2 separate regions of the Gossypium arboreum genome follow, and region 1 is linked to region 2. Evidence: chromatin contacts called from public Hi-C data. All regions are on one chromosome and are shown on one strand. The core of a region is the stretch at or near the end of the contact, and the rest is flanking DNA. Distances in the headings are between cores, read along the strand shown. Region 1 has its middle 24 kb from the start of LOC108485516. Region 2 has its middle 110 kb from the start of LOC108485313.

Evidence for each region. Hi-C and Micro-C count contacts between places; a contact is called where the count stands out from the background.
Region 1: a contact with region 2 is called in a Hi-C map of leaf, with 2.4 times the contacts expected there. The contact joins two enhancer-like sites. A contact is called at or near these places in 3 of 5 Hi-C or Micro-C datasets (all in leaf).

The regions. Positions count from the first base shown.
Region 1 is chr6:57,731,366-57,737,882 of ASM2569848v2, reverse strand. No RefSeq gene overlaps it. Among protein-coding and RNA genes, the nearest start is that of LOC108485516, 24 kb to the right of the region's middle. Within about 2 kb of position 4,517, at least 2 of the 2 cell types and tissues checked have an H3K27ac peak or open chromatin away from gene starts, as enhancers often do. A contact at or near this core is called in leaf, where this site is marked.
Region 2 is chr6:57,524,565-57,530,376 of ASM2569848v2, reverse strand. No RefSeq gene overlaps it. Among protein-coding and RNA genes, the nearest start is that of LOC108485313, 110 kb to the right of the region's middle. Within about 2 kb of position 3,941, at least 2 of the 2 cell types and tissues checked have an H3K27ac peak or open chromatin away from gene starts, as enhancers often do. A contact at or near this core is called in leaf, where this site is marked.

The DNA of each region.
Region 1 (6,517 bases), core at 3,268-5,767, 210 kb before region 2:
TGAACTAAAATTTTACGTGAAGGGGACACATGGCCATAGCACACACCCATGGGAGGGAACCGTGTGTCACACACAACCTAGACACACGCCCATGTGTCTAACCATGTAGACTCTAATAGGCTATTTTCCAAGCCTTTAGTCACCCCTTTCTACCACTTGTGCTTAGTGGTTACCAAATTCAAAGTAAAACACGATTATACACTTGTAAATAATCTTGATCAAACTAGATGTATGGAAACCTCATATCATTGGTTTCATATATGATAGGTTATTTCCCATGTAGTGTTTATCGGTTCCCATGTCACTTTAATTCATCCAAAATTGGCTCGTTCATGTGACTCATTGCCAATTGGTAACAACCCATCACTTGTAAATAAAACCATGCATAAATTCATAGGTCATTGTCTACTTCAATTAAGCCAATTTTCGTGGCCATATACAAAGAGATAAACATATTTTTACATGCCTTCATTTGGCAAATCAAATGACACATATAACAAAATACTCAAAAATACTATACATGCCATTGAACAAAACAAACAAAGTCTTTATACCAAAGCTTGTCTAGTTGATAGTGTGTTGACTCTCCAATCGTCTTCCAGTCCTTATGAGTCCTCGAGCTCTGTGGAACAAAGGAAAAAGAGAGGGGTAAGCATTTACATGCTTAATAAGCTCGAATAACTAGAAAGTAAACTTACCGAGTAATTAGCTACATCCATATTTAAATCATGAAATCATCAATTAGGAAAAGATTCCCTATCACATGCACTCAATCAATAAGTTAGTTACATAACAAGGCATCATGTAATTTATATAGATAAGCTCATCATTCATCATCTTATTGAAATACACCATATTAATCTCATTGAGTTTCTAGGAAATCTCGATGGGATACCCATTATCCGTCAATTCTTACGAATGATCATTTCACATATATGGACTCTCGCGAACCTCACATCTCATGGCAGGATTACAAGTCCAGGCTAAATCCCCCATATCATGAACTCATAAGGTGATGTCGGGATTACCAGTCTAGGCCAAATCCCTTATAGTGATGAGCTCGGATCTGAATTACCAGTCCAGGCTAAATTCAGACCCTAATCGGATTACCTGTCCGGGCTAAATCCATAATGCACACATATTCTTCGGGAGGCTTGATCATTCAAGAAACACCCGTCCGAGCTAGATCCTTTTCATACTTGAGAGCACAGATTACCTGTCCGGGCTAAATCCTTATTGCAACACATCCAGGATCTCTTTACACATATCAATGAGGGTTTATCCATTGAATTCCCTTTGTCAACCTCATCCGAGACATTTTTCACATGTTACCATCAAATATGCATTTTTATGATATTTCATGCTAATAATAAATGCAATCATCATGCATTCATAAATCATTCAATTATGCATATTAGGGGTTTACTTTAAGTTATCCGAACTTACCTGGTATTCTTTTCGGAGTTGTGTTTCGGTTATTCCGAAACCTTGCGTTTACCTCAATCGACCTCCAGAATTTTTTCCTCAGGGTCTATAACAACAAAGTTAACTCATTAATACACTACATTATACATTTCAAGTTTAATATCTGCCCCCGGTCCAATTGACCGTTTTGCCCCTAACCTTTCACATTTTTACGATTTAGTCCCTAGGCTCGTATAATGAAACACATGCACTTTCTGTCTTACCCAAGCCTAGCTGAACCTTTTCCTTCATATGGTAGCCTACATTTTCCATTATTTTCTAATTTCTACCACACATTTACATCTTTTGCAAAATAGTCCCTATAAGGGTTTTTCATGAAAATCAACTAGGAAAAGATGTTTAATACACATTCATCTTTCATATTCCTCCATAATCCATCAAAATACAAGCAACTCATGCATGGGTAAATTTTTAAACATGAACCCTAGCATGAAATATGGGTAGAAATGGAGAGAGCAAGCTATCGGGATTTCAAAAATACAAAGAGCATGAAAAACGAGGCTTGGGAGTACTTACTATTGAGCTTGGAAAGCTTGAAAACCCTAGCTATGGAAACCCTTGAATTTTTGGCTGGACAAGGAAGAGAATGGGTTGATTTTGGTTCATTTTCCCCATTTTATTTCATTAAAATACCAAATGACCAAAATATCCTTAAGCCATTTCCTTAAAATTCCATCCATGCAAGCCCATTTTTGTCCAAAAACTTAGAATTTGGGCAAATTTCTCTCCAAGACCTTCTAATTCATAACCCAAAGCAATTTCATACAAATTGCTTCTAGAATTCAAGTTTTGCAATTTATTCAATTTAGTCCCTAATTGCCAATTGGACACCTTACTCAAAGTATTTCTTCCTGAAACTTTAACACATGCATATACTCATATTCTAGGCCTCATAATAATCATATAGTAAATATTTTGATGTCAAATTTGTGGTCCCGAAACCATTCCGACTAGGCCCTATTTCAAGATGTTACAAGAACTTACTGCGCTATAATCATATTATCAACAACGTTTCTTCCTGCAATAAATCTCGCTTGCTCTTGGTCAGTGATCTTAGGAAAGAGAATCTTGAGCTGGTTCACTATCACCTTCATAACAAGTTTATATAAAACAAACAGAGGTGATAGGTCGAAATTGAGAGAAACTTTCAGGGTTCTGAACTTTTGGAATTAAAATGATCAGGGTATTGTTTAGATTCGAATTAAAAACATTATCCCCAAAGATCCTCTTAACCCAATTACATATTGATCGTCCCACAACATCCCATTGTTTCTGAGAGAACAAAGCGGGAAAGCCATCACTTCTTGGTGCCTTTCGCGATGCCATGTCAAAAAGTGATCTTTTGATCTCCTCATCTAATACAGGTATTCCAAAGAAGTCAATATCCATATTCCCAAGTTGTGGATAGCCAATGGTAAGTAAATTCCCCGTAGGACCAGGAACCTCAGCATACAACTTTTGGAAGAATGTAATATCCTCTATTTTAAGAGTTTCAGGTTCAAAAATCCATTTTCCATCTAAGTTACGGAAGTTCGTTATACTATTTTATTTTCTCCTTTGAATCCTACACCTATGAAAATACTTAGTATTACTGTCTCCTAACTTCAACCAGTCACATCTCGATTTTTTCTTCCAGAGTAACTCTTCATGATAAAGAACATTTTCTAGTTCCTCTAGAGTTTCCAATTCACGTTGTACCAAGTTATTAGAACTAGAGACATCCATAATGCACTGAATATCGCTAATTTTTTAATCAACTATTTTTTTTTTAGTATTGATATGCCCATAGACACATTTATTCTAGTTCTTGAGTCTTTCAGTGAGTGATTAAGAGAGCCTAAAATGTTATCGTCAAAACTCTAGTTATCCGAAAGGAACTCCAGGAAATTCAGGTGTTCCAACCAACCAGCTAAAAAACGGAAAGGTCTGCCTTTAGGAGGGGATATATTCGATTGTAAAGACAGTAAAATAGGCTTATGGTCTGATTTAATTCTTGGAAGATGAGCCACCACACAATTAAGGAACAACTCTACCCAAGCCTCATTACCTAGAGCCCAATCCAAATGCTTGAATAGAGTACCATGATGCCAAGTGAAAGGGGAACCTCTAAACCCAGATCATGGACTTTATTAGTGTTAACAGAATCACAAAAAAAAAAAGACACCTTTGACCTGTCACTTGGCCACCCTTCTTTTACTCTGCCGATAGAATGGTGTTAAAATCCTCAAAGCCAACCAAGGAGAATGACCTGAAGGGATAGATAACCGTAAACCCTTCTAGAGAAGCCTCCTTTTTTATCTATCTAGGCTACCATAAAAAAAGCAACAAAAATCAATCGTGATTGAAGAATAGACAAAATATGAGTCAAAATAAATTGATGATGATTTCTGATCACCTCTACATCAATGGACTCCTTCCATCCTGGCCAAATACCACCTGATAAACCAACTGGTTCTACCCGATGAGTTCTTTCCAACCCTAATTTTGCAATAATAGTATCAACTTTAAGACCACTAACCCTTGGTTCAAGCAAGCTAAAAATATCTAGTTTAAATTCATTACTATATTCTCAAAATATTCTTGGAAATTTCGAATTCGCACAACCCTACACATTTCAAGAAAAAGTGAATAAATTCATAATAAAAATTGAAAAAAGGAGATAACATATTTATTTTCCGGCATGGACAGTACTATCCGAGCCTTCGGTTTCTCTTGTCACTTTTTCCTTAGCAACTTGACCGTCCAACTCCGAGGAGATAAGATCTTCTGCCTTCAACTTGGATCCAACAAGAGAGGCTTGTGAGCTCCCCATAGCCTTAAAATGATTACTTGGTCCCTTAAGAGTTTTATTAATCTTCCAATCACCCTTAGGATCCCTTGCTTTTCCACCATTATCGTGACCATTAACTGGGTTAAAAGTATTTCCCAACTTAACAGCTTTATTAACGCCCGTTGTCCCAGTTAAAGTCGAGCTAGAGGTTGCTTGGAAGGTAATTGTCGAATGATTGTTAGAGTTGAGAATGCTTTCATTTATGGTCACTGCCACAACTTCCACTTATTCAACTGCAGGATTAAAATTTTTTATCATTAAAACCTGCAGGAACTGTAAGCACTGTATCGCCCAAATCTCCAACTTCTCAATCAAGAATTCCAGCAGAATTGTCAACAGTAGTATCGGTTTTCCCAGCGTTGGGTAGGACCGCCCCACCTATCAAATGGTCCTTCAAAGGTGCGTTTGGCCCAGGCGCATTGCTGGACCTAGAACTCTGCCCAATCGATAGCCCACCTGTTTTGCTTGGGCCTTTGTCATGAGCATTGGACCTGGAAATATTCAAAATAGAATTAGAATTTTTGTTAATTAAAGAACCCACTAACCTTTCCCAAGATCGAACTTCATATTTCTTTCACCTTGACAATATCTTCCCAAAATCTGCATTTACAATTTCTTTCCCATTTTTTCCATGGCCGAATATCTGTCCCTTATCCCGAAACCACTCCCTAAAGAATCAGAATTGAAAGATAAGGCATGAAATCTCGACCCCGAAAATTTCTCCCCTTCTCCAGTCATTCCATGTTTGTTCTATTCACGTGAGTTACACCTGAATCTCCTTTCCACCAGCATCCAAGGACCGAAATCATCGCTTCTAGTCGTCAAGTCTGCATCTGGTTGTGGATTTCCGATTGTCAGAGTATATTCTTCCGATTTGTTCCCTGTTGCTTGTATATGCGGACAACCATCCTTGGAGTGGCCATACCGTCCACACGAGAAGAAGACAATCGATAAGCTTTTGTACTCGATTAGTTGAAGATTTCCATTGATGAGGACTTGTGAGATAAGAGGTTTCTCCAGATTGATAAAAACAATCATTCGCACGTATTGACCCCTTGATAAGAGATGGCTAGGCAATCCTAGGAGTCTAATCCAAGCCAGGACATTACTAGGATAGAGAGTCCAAGGTTGAACCGTCAAGTATTGCCCGAAGATAATCCATGGACCCCGTGATAAAACCTTCTCATAGTCTTCAGAATATTGGAATTTTGATCCATTTTTCTATATCCATCATTTGAAAGGGTTGAAATGGTCTCCAAAGTCCATAAACTTTATTTTGTAGTGTTGTGATATTCCTTCCCAACAGTTTGAGAATCACAGAAGTAGACATGTCTTTAACTAATAATTTTTTTACTCTATCTGAGAACACAATGGCGGGGATGTCATTGAGTATCAACTTTTTAACGTCACCTTCCAGTAGTGAAAAAGTCGTATTGGTAGCGTTTAAATCTCTCTCCCAATAAGAAACGGTGGAACCTTTCCCCATAACCATATTTTTCCAGGGCAAGGTTGGAATCGGTGTTGAATCAACAGCCATCACATTTTCAATACTAGACGTCGACTCCTTGAAACAAACCTTCTTGGTGTTTGAATCGCTAGAAATATCATCTTTTTTTTTTTTCTTTTTTCGCAGAGAGAGTCCATGGTGAAAGGGAAATTTACCCGTAGTATATGGTTTTTTTTTTTGGCAAGACGGTATGTGTAATTTTAAATGTTACAAAATTAAAGGTAAGAGTAAAGTAAAATGATGAATCTTAAATATTTGAAAGCAACAATAAATTAAAAATATGATTAATTAACCTAACAATATGTCTAATTAAAATTATAAACTTTGCATAATATCTTATATTATATCTTATATATCTAAATGTCATGTGAATTAATTATTCTATTGATATATGTACAACAATGCTTTTAACTATTTTAATATAAATTAAATTTTAAAATATTTTAAAAAATTAATTATGTTTATTTAATTTTTATTTTAATTAATTTACTTTTTTTCTATAAATTAATTTACCTTTTACACAATAGTGAATCCAAAAACTTTTTAATAGGATCAAAATTTAATTATAATTTTTCTTTAAATCAAATTATAAGTTTATTATTAATTTATAATTTTATTATTTTGAAGGACTAAATAGAATTTTTATTTTATTTTAGGAGGTTAAAATACAATTTTAATATATATTAATTTATAAT
Region 2 (5,812 bases), core at 2,692-5,191:
AAAAAATTTTGTGGATGGATATATGAGTCTAATTTCAGGGAAAAATTACGAAACTGATTTTCGAGTTTTGAAACTCAAGATATGATTTTTAAGGCGACAGTGATGCAGTAACCAGCTTGTCTGGAAAATTTTAAATGGACTGTGAAAATGATTAAGTCAAGTTTGTGTGCACCTTGTGTTCGACTCCGGTAACGGACTCAGGTACGGGGTGTTACAATTTTCTTGCATTTCATGTAACATTCTTTCATGTCATATTTCCACATCATAAACACCATTCCATCAACTTTTCCAATAAATTAAATCATACAATATATGCAATAATAGTAAGAAATATAATTCAAACATAAAATTGCATTATTATTATCATACGAACTTACCTCGATCTAGAAACAGCAATTTACCATTTTAGTCCATAACCTTGTATTTTCTCAATTTAAGCCCGAATCTCGATTTAAGCCCGAATCTCGATTTCCTTCATCTATAATATCACATTTAGCCTAATAATTAGTCACACTATTCATACGGGTCCAAAAATCATATTTTTAAAAATTTTCATTTTGACCCCTAAACTTTTGCATATTTGCACTTTTGCCTCAAGGGTCGGAAATTAAACTTCATCCTATTTTCTTATGTTTTATGACATGCTGATCATTTTTCCCTTCTATGGAAACATCAAATTCTCACTCTAACATGTACTTATGACTATTAGGTATTTTTACCGATTAAGCCCTTTTGCTCGTTTTCACTTAAAACCGAGTAGCACAAGTTGTCTAACATAATTTAAAATCTCATATTCTATCATAAAACACCAAAATACACAAATTTCACCTATGTGTATTTTTCCAAATATGAACCCTAGGTTGAATTATTGCTAGCATAAGCTAAATCAAGTTATCGGGACTCCAAAAACATAAAAATCATTAAAAACGAGGCTAGAACGGACTTACAATCGATCTTGGAAGCTTGAAAACCCTAGCCATGGAGTCTCCCTTGGTATACACATCCACGGTGAAGAAGATGAGCAAAATTGGCTTTTAATTTTGTATTTTAATTCATTTTACCCCTAAATGACCAAAATGCCCTTACTACTAAACTTTCCAAAAATTCCATTCATGTCCAATATTTGTCCATAAACTTTGAAATTGGTCAAATTGCTATTTAAGACCTCCTAATTAATATTTCAAAGCAATTTCATACTAGAAACTTCTAGAATGCAAGTTTTGCAACTTATTCAAATTTAGTCCATAACTTCAAATTAAGCACTTTATGCATAGAATTTCTTCACGAAATTTTCACACAATCATGCAATCATATCATAGACCTCAAAGTAATCATAAAATAATTATTTCTATCTCAGATTTGTGGTCACGAAACCACTATTCCGATTAGGCCCTAATTTGAGATATTACATATTCACATTCGGCTGTAGCATATAATAATTCATACATAACAATTCAGCATATATACTTTGTATTTATTTAAAAATGAGTACGACTATTTGCTTATAAACTTACCTCAGACTATGTATAACGGAACGGGACAACTAGTCGACAACTTTTGCTTTCCCCTGATCCAAATCCGATTTCTTTAATTCTTGATCTAAACATATTCAAATTAAGATCATTCAAACATATTTTCATTAAATTTAGTCCAAAAACACATAAATGGGAAAATTACCATTTTACCCCTAACATTTATAATTTTTACAATTTAGTCTTTATTGCAGAAAACACAAATTATGCAAAATTTCCCCATACCCATGTTTGGCCTAATCTTACCCCTATCCATACAAGTCCATATATTTCATTTATTTCACATTTTAGTCCCTCAAATTATTATTTTTGCAATTTAGTCCTAATTACTCAAAATCATCAAAAACTCCAATACAGAACATGTTAATCTAAAACATTTCTTTCATATTTCATCATCAAACAACAAAAATCACAAGCTCTCATCAATGGCTAACTCAAAATATTCATCAAAATAAAAAATTCAAGCATGGGTCTTGAAGATAACTTAGCAACGATCTCAAAAACGTAAAAATTGTCAAAAATCGAACTAAACTCATACCTTGATTGAGCTTTAAAGATGGCTGAACCCTAGCTCTTGTTATTTCTTTTTCTTTTTCTTTTGTTTAGTTTCGGTCAAGAGAGAATGAATGAACATATTTTATTTTAATGTTTATTGTAATATATATTAACATTTTTACCTAATTACATTTTTAACCTTAATATGATTATAATAAAACATATAATATATATGCCTGTTACCATCCACCCTTTCTTTTAATGGGCTAATTGCAACATAAAGGCTTCCAGTAATAAAGCCAATAGCAATTAGGCCCTTTTTAGAAATAACCACCAAATTTTCATTTTACGCGATTAAGTCCTTTATTTTACCGGACATCCAAACGACAAAATTAAATCACGAAAATTTCACAGATATAAATTCACACAAAATAAACACAGAAAATAATTTTTAAATATTTTTCTGACTCGGATTCGTGGTCCCGAAACCACCGTTTTGAGTACGGTCTAAATCGGGCTGGTACAGTTTGTAAATGTTGAACATCAAATTTATTAATTTTTTAGAATTAGAACTAAAATGACAAATTTCGTAAACATTGAGGGTTAAATTTGTTGACTTTTTTATATATATGATGAAATTGATAGAATGTGTAAACATTAGGGGGCTACTTTTTTATATTTAGGATCAAATTGGTATATAGAATGTGTAAATATTTTAGGGCTAATTTTGTTACTAGATCAATAAAAAACTCACATAAGCTCATAGTGACTCAAATATTTTATTTTGAAAAGTTTAGTGACTAAATCGAAAAAATTAATAGTTGGGTGACCAAAATAGAACAAAAGGCATAGTTGGTGACCATTTTTATAGTTTACCCCAAAAATAATTTTTAGCATGTTCCACGTTGTTAAATATTTAACGGATGAGCTAACTTGGACGTTTCGAAATGTTTAAGGGTTAATTTATTGTTTTTCAATAGAGAGATTGAAATGTAATCCGCACCTAAATATAAGGGCTTCCTTAATATTTTTACCAAAGAAATTGATGCATAAGAAAATTCGAGTAAATCAATATCTTATATAAATCAATATCTTATATAAAATATTTGTGCTCTAATTATTTGATTAATTACTATTTTATAAGCACGCAAAAATATATTATTAGTTTTTTTGAAAATATATATATTATTGGTGCAAAAAATAGAATGTTGATAACGACAATGTATTGTAAAGAAAAGAGAGAAAAATAAAGAATACAGAGAAAAACAACTACAGGCAGAGGAGAAGATAATTCACCATGTCGAATTTAAATGATTACAAGAGGAGTAACTATGTTTATTTATAGGCTTGTAAAATCATATTCTAATACAAGAAGTGTAACAAGGTTTAAAAACCTTCTTCTAAAATGAAATAAAAAAAGTATAGTTCTATACAGATTTTACTTTTATTTTATTTTATTATTATATTTTATTTTAATACGGATTCAGGTCACTCAATTCTAACAATGGAAGACCTTTTAATTTTAAAAAATTAAATTTTTTCGATGGAAAATAGCTAGCTTCCAATAGAAAAATAGGTGAACAAGACACGTGTTCGTCAATCCCATCATCAGAAAGCAACAAAAGCAGAAGCAAATAAGATAAATAAAGAAAACAGAACAAAAAGGGAAACAAAATTAAAGCAAAGAAAATCAAAACATTAGAAAAAAGCCTCTTAAAAACAACAAGCCAAGGAACCAGCAACCCCTCCAAATCCAAAGAAAAAACCAATGAAAGATCAAAACAATATGAATAGCCAAGCTTCAGCAGATTATCAAAGTGAAAGATGAAGTTTTCTGAAAACCAAAGCAAAACCCGATTAGCGTGAAAGACAGTATGTAGACTAATCCGCCGCAGCCGCTCTCTCGACCAACTCCAGTGCTTCTTTGATCCAGAACCATTCCTTTAATAAGCGACGTCCCTCCCTTGCCAACACATGGGCTGCCTCATTCGTATCTCTCCTTACGTGGTGAAAGGTAACATAAACAAACAAACCCATATTTTGTTTTATGTCTACAACGATTGGGCCAAGAACTGACCTGTCTAATGTATCTAATTGTAGTTTTTTGATAATTGCAAGAGAGTCCCCTTCGATCTGAATATGCTGGAACCCAAGCTCCCTCGCAAACCAAATCGCCCGTTCACATGCCCGAGCTTCTGCCACAAACGCATCTACAACATGAGAGTGAGGGTAAGTACAAGCCCCCATTATCAAACACACTTTGTTTCTTTGAAAACGATTTGCTTCCATGCACATTAAAAGAGGAACTGAAATTAATTTTCACAGCTCCCTGTTGTGGTGGCCTCCAGTAACTAACCTTAGGCATACAAACAGAGGGGCTCTCCTTTGAAATCGATTCCAATTCTTTAATATACCCTACAATAAACCCTGATATATCTTGAATTGATTGTTTGATACCATCATGCACCAATCGGTTTCTGACATACCAAATAGCCCATATTGTTACTGTCAAAAGTTTTATGTTTATACCATTTTCCATGTTGAACGAGTCTATTAACCAATATCTATGGTTTGAGTGCTTTGAGACAGGGGATCTAGTGACATGCAGAGAGTCCAGAACTTGTTCCGTAACTGGGCAAAATCGAAGGAGATTGTCTACTAACTCAGTACCCATAAGGCACATCGGGCAAGCACTAGGACTAAGGAGATGTGTCTTATTCAGATTAGCATAAGTAGGTAAAAAGTCATTGTCAACTTTTTACAAGTGAATTTTTATTTTCTGCAGAAGTTCTAACGCCCATAGAGTAGAGAAAAAACTTGTACCAAGAGTTGTAGTAGGCTTGTTAGGAGTGTTCTGGTTGGATAAATTTCCATGTAACAATAACTTATATCCACTTTTAACTGTATACTCCCCTGTACCTTTAACACGCCAAATTTTGAGATCGGGTGGTTTCGTTTGGGCTATGGGGATGGATAAAATAACATCTAGTTGGTCAAATTCAACAATCTCCTGAAATACATCTTCTTTTCAGTAACCTTGTTATGGGTTAATTAAATTAGCAACTTTAGTAAATCTTGTATTTATGTGTTGACATTTAACTCTACCATCTCTAGGTCCAAGGATCTAGGGGTCATTCCCAGTGTTCACTGATTCCTTGTCTCCAACCTGCCAACCATGACCCTGATCCAATAACCCTCTAGCAGCCAGAATGCTTCTTCAGGTGAAAGAAGGGTAAGTTCCTAACCAGTAGATAGAAAATCAATTTTTGGATAATAATACGCTTAAAAACTCTGGCAAGAAAACAATCCGGTTGAGTCCAAACACGCCAACTTTTCTTAGCCAACAAAGATAAATTAAACATAGCAAAATAGCAAAAACCTAAGCCCCCAGTGGTCCTTGGTGCACATAATTCTCTCCATGAACTCCAATGAATATCCTTCGATTAAGCACATTTTCTAACTTTGTACATAATGATTTTGGAAAAGGAAAACACTACATAGTATAAATCTGGAGAGAACACCGATTTGATTAAGGTTTCCTTCCCTCCCATGGATAAAAACATCAAATTCCAACTTTCAATTCTGCTACAAAACCTAACCACATAATTCGCAAAAGCACATTTCCTGTTGCGTCCAACCATCATAAGTAAGCCGAGATATTTTTCGGATTTGATGACACACAAACTTTCAAAATAAAGGCGACTATATTTCTATCACATTCAGCCACATCTAACCTAAAATAGATCAACAACTTGTCATAATTAACCATTTTCCCCGATGCTTTC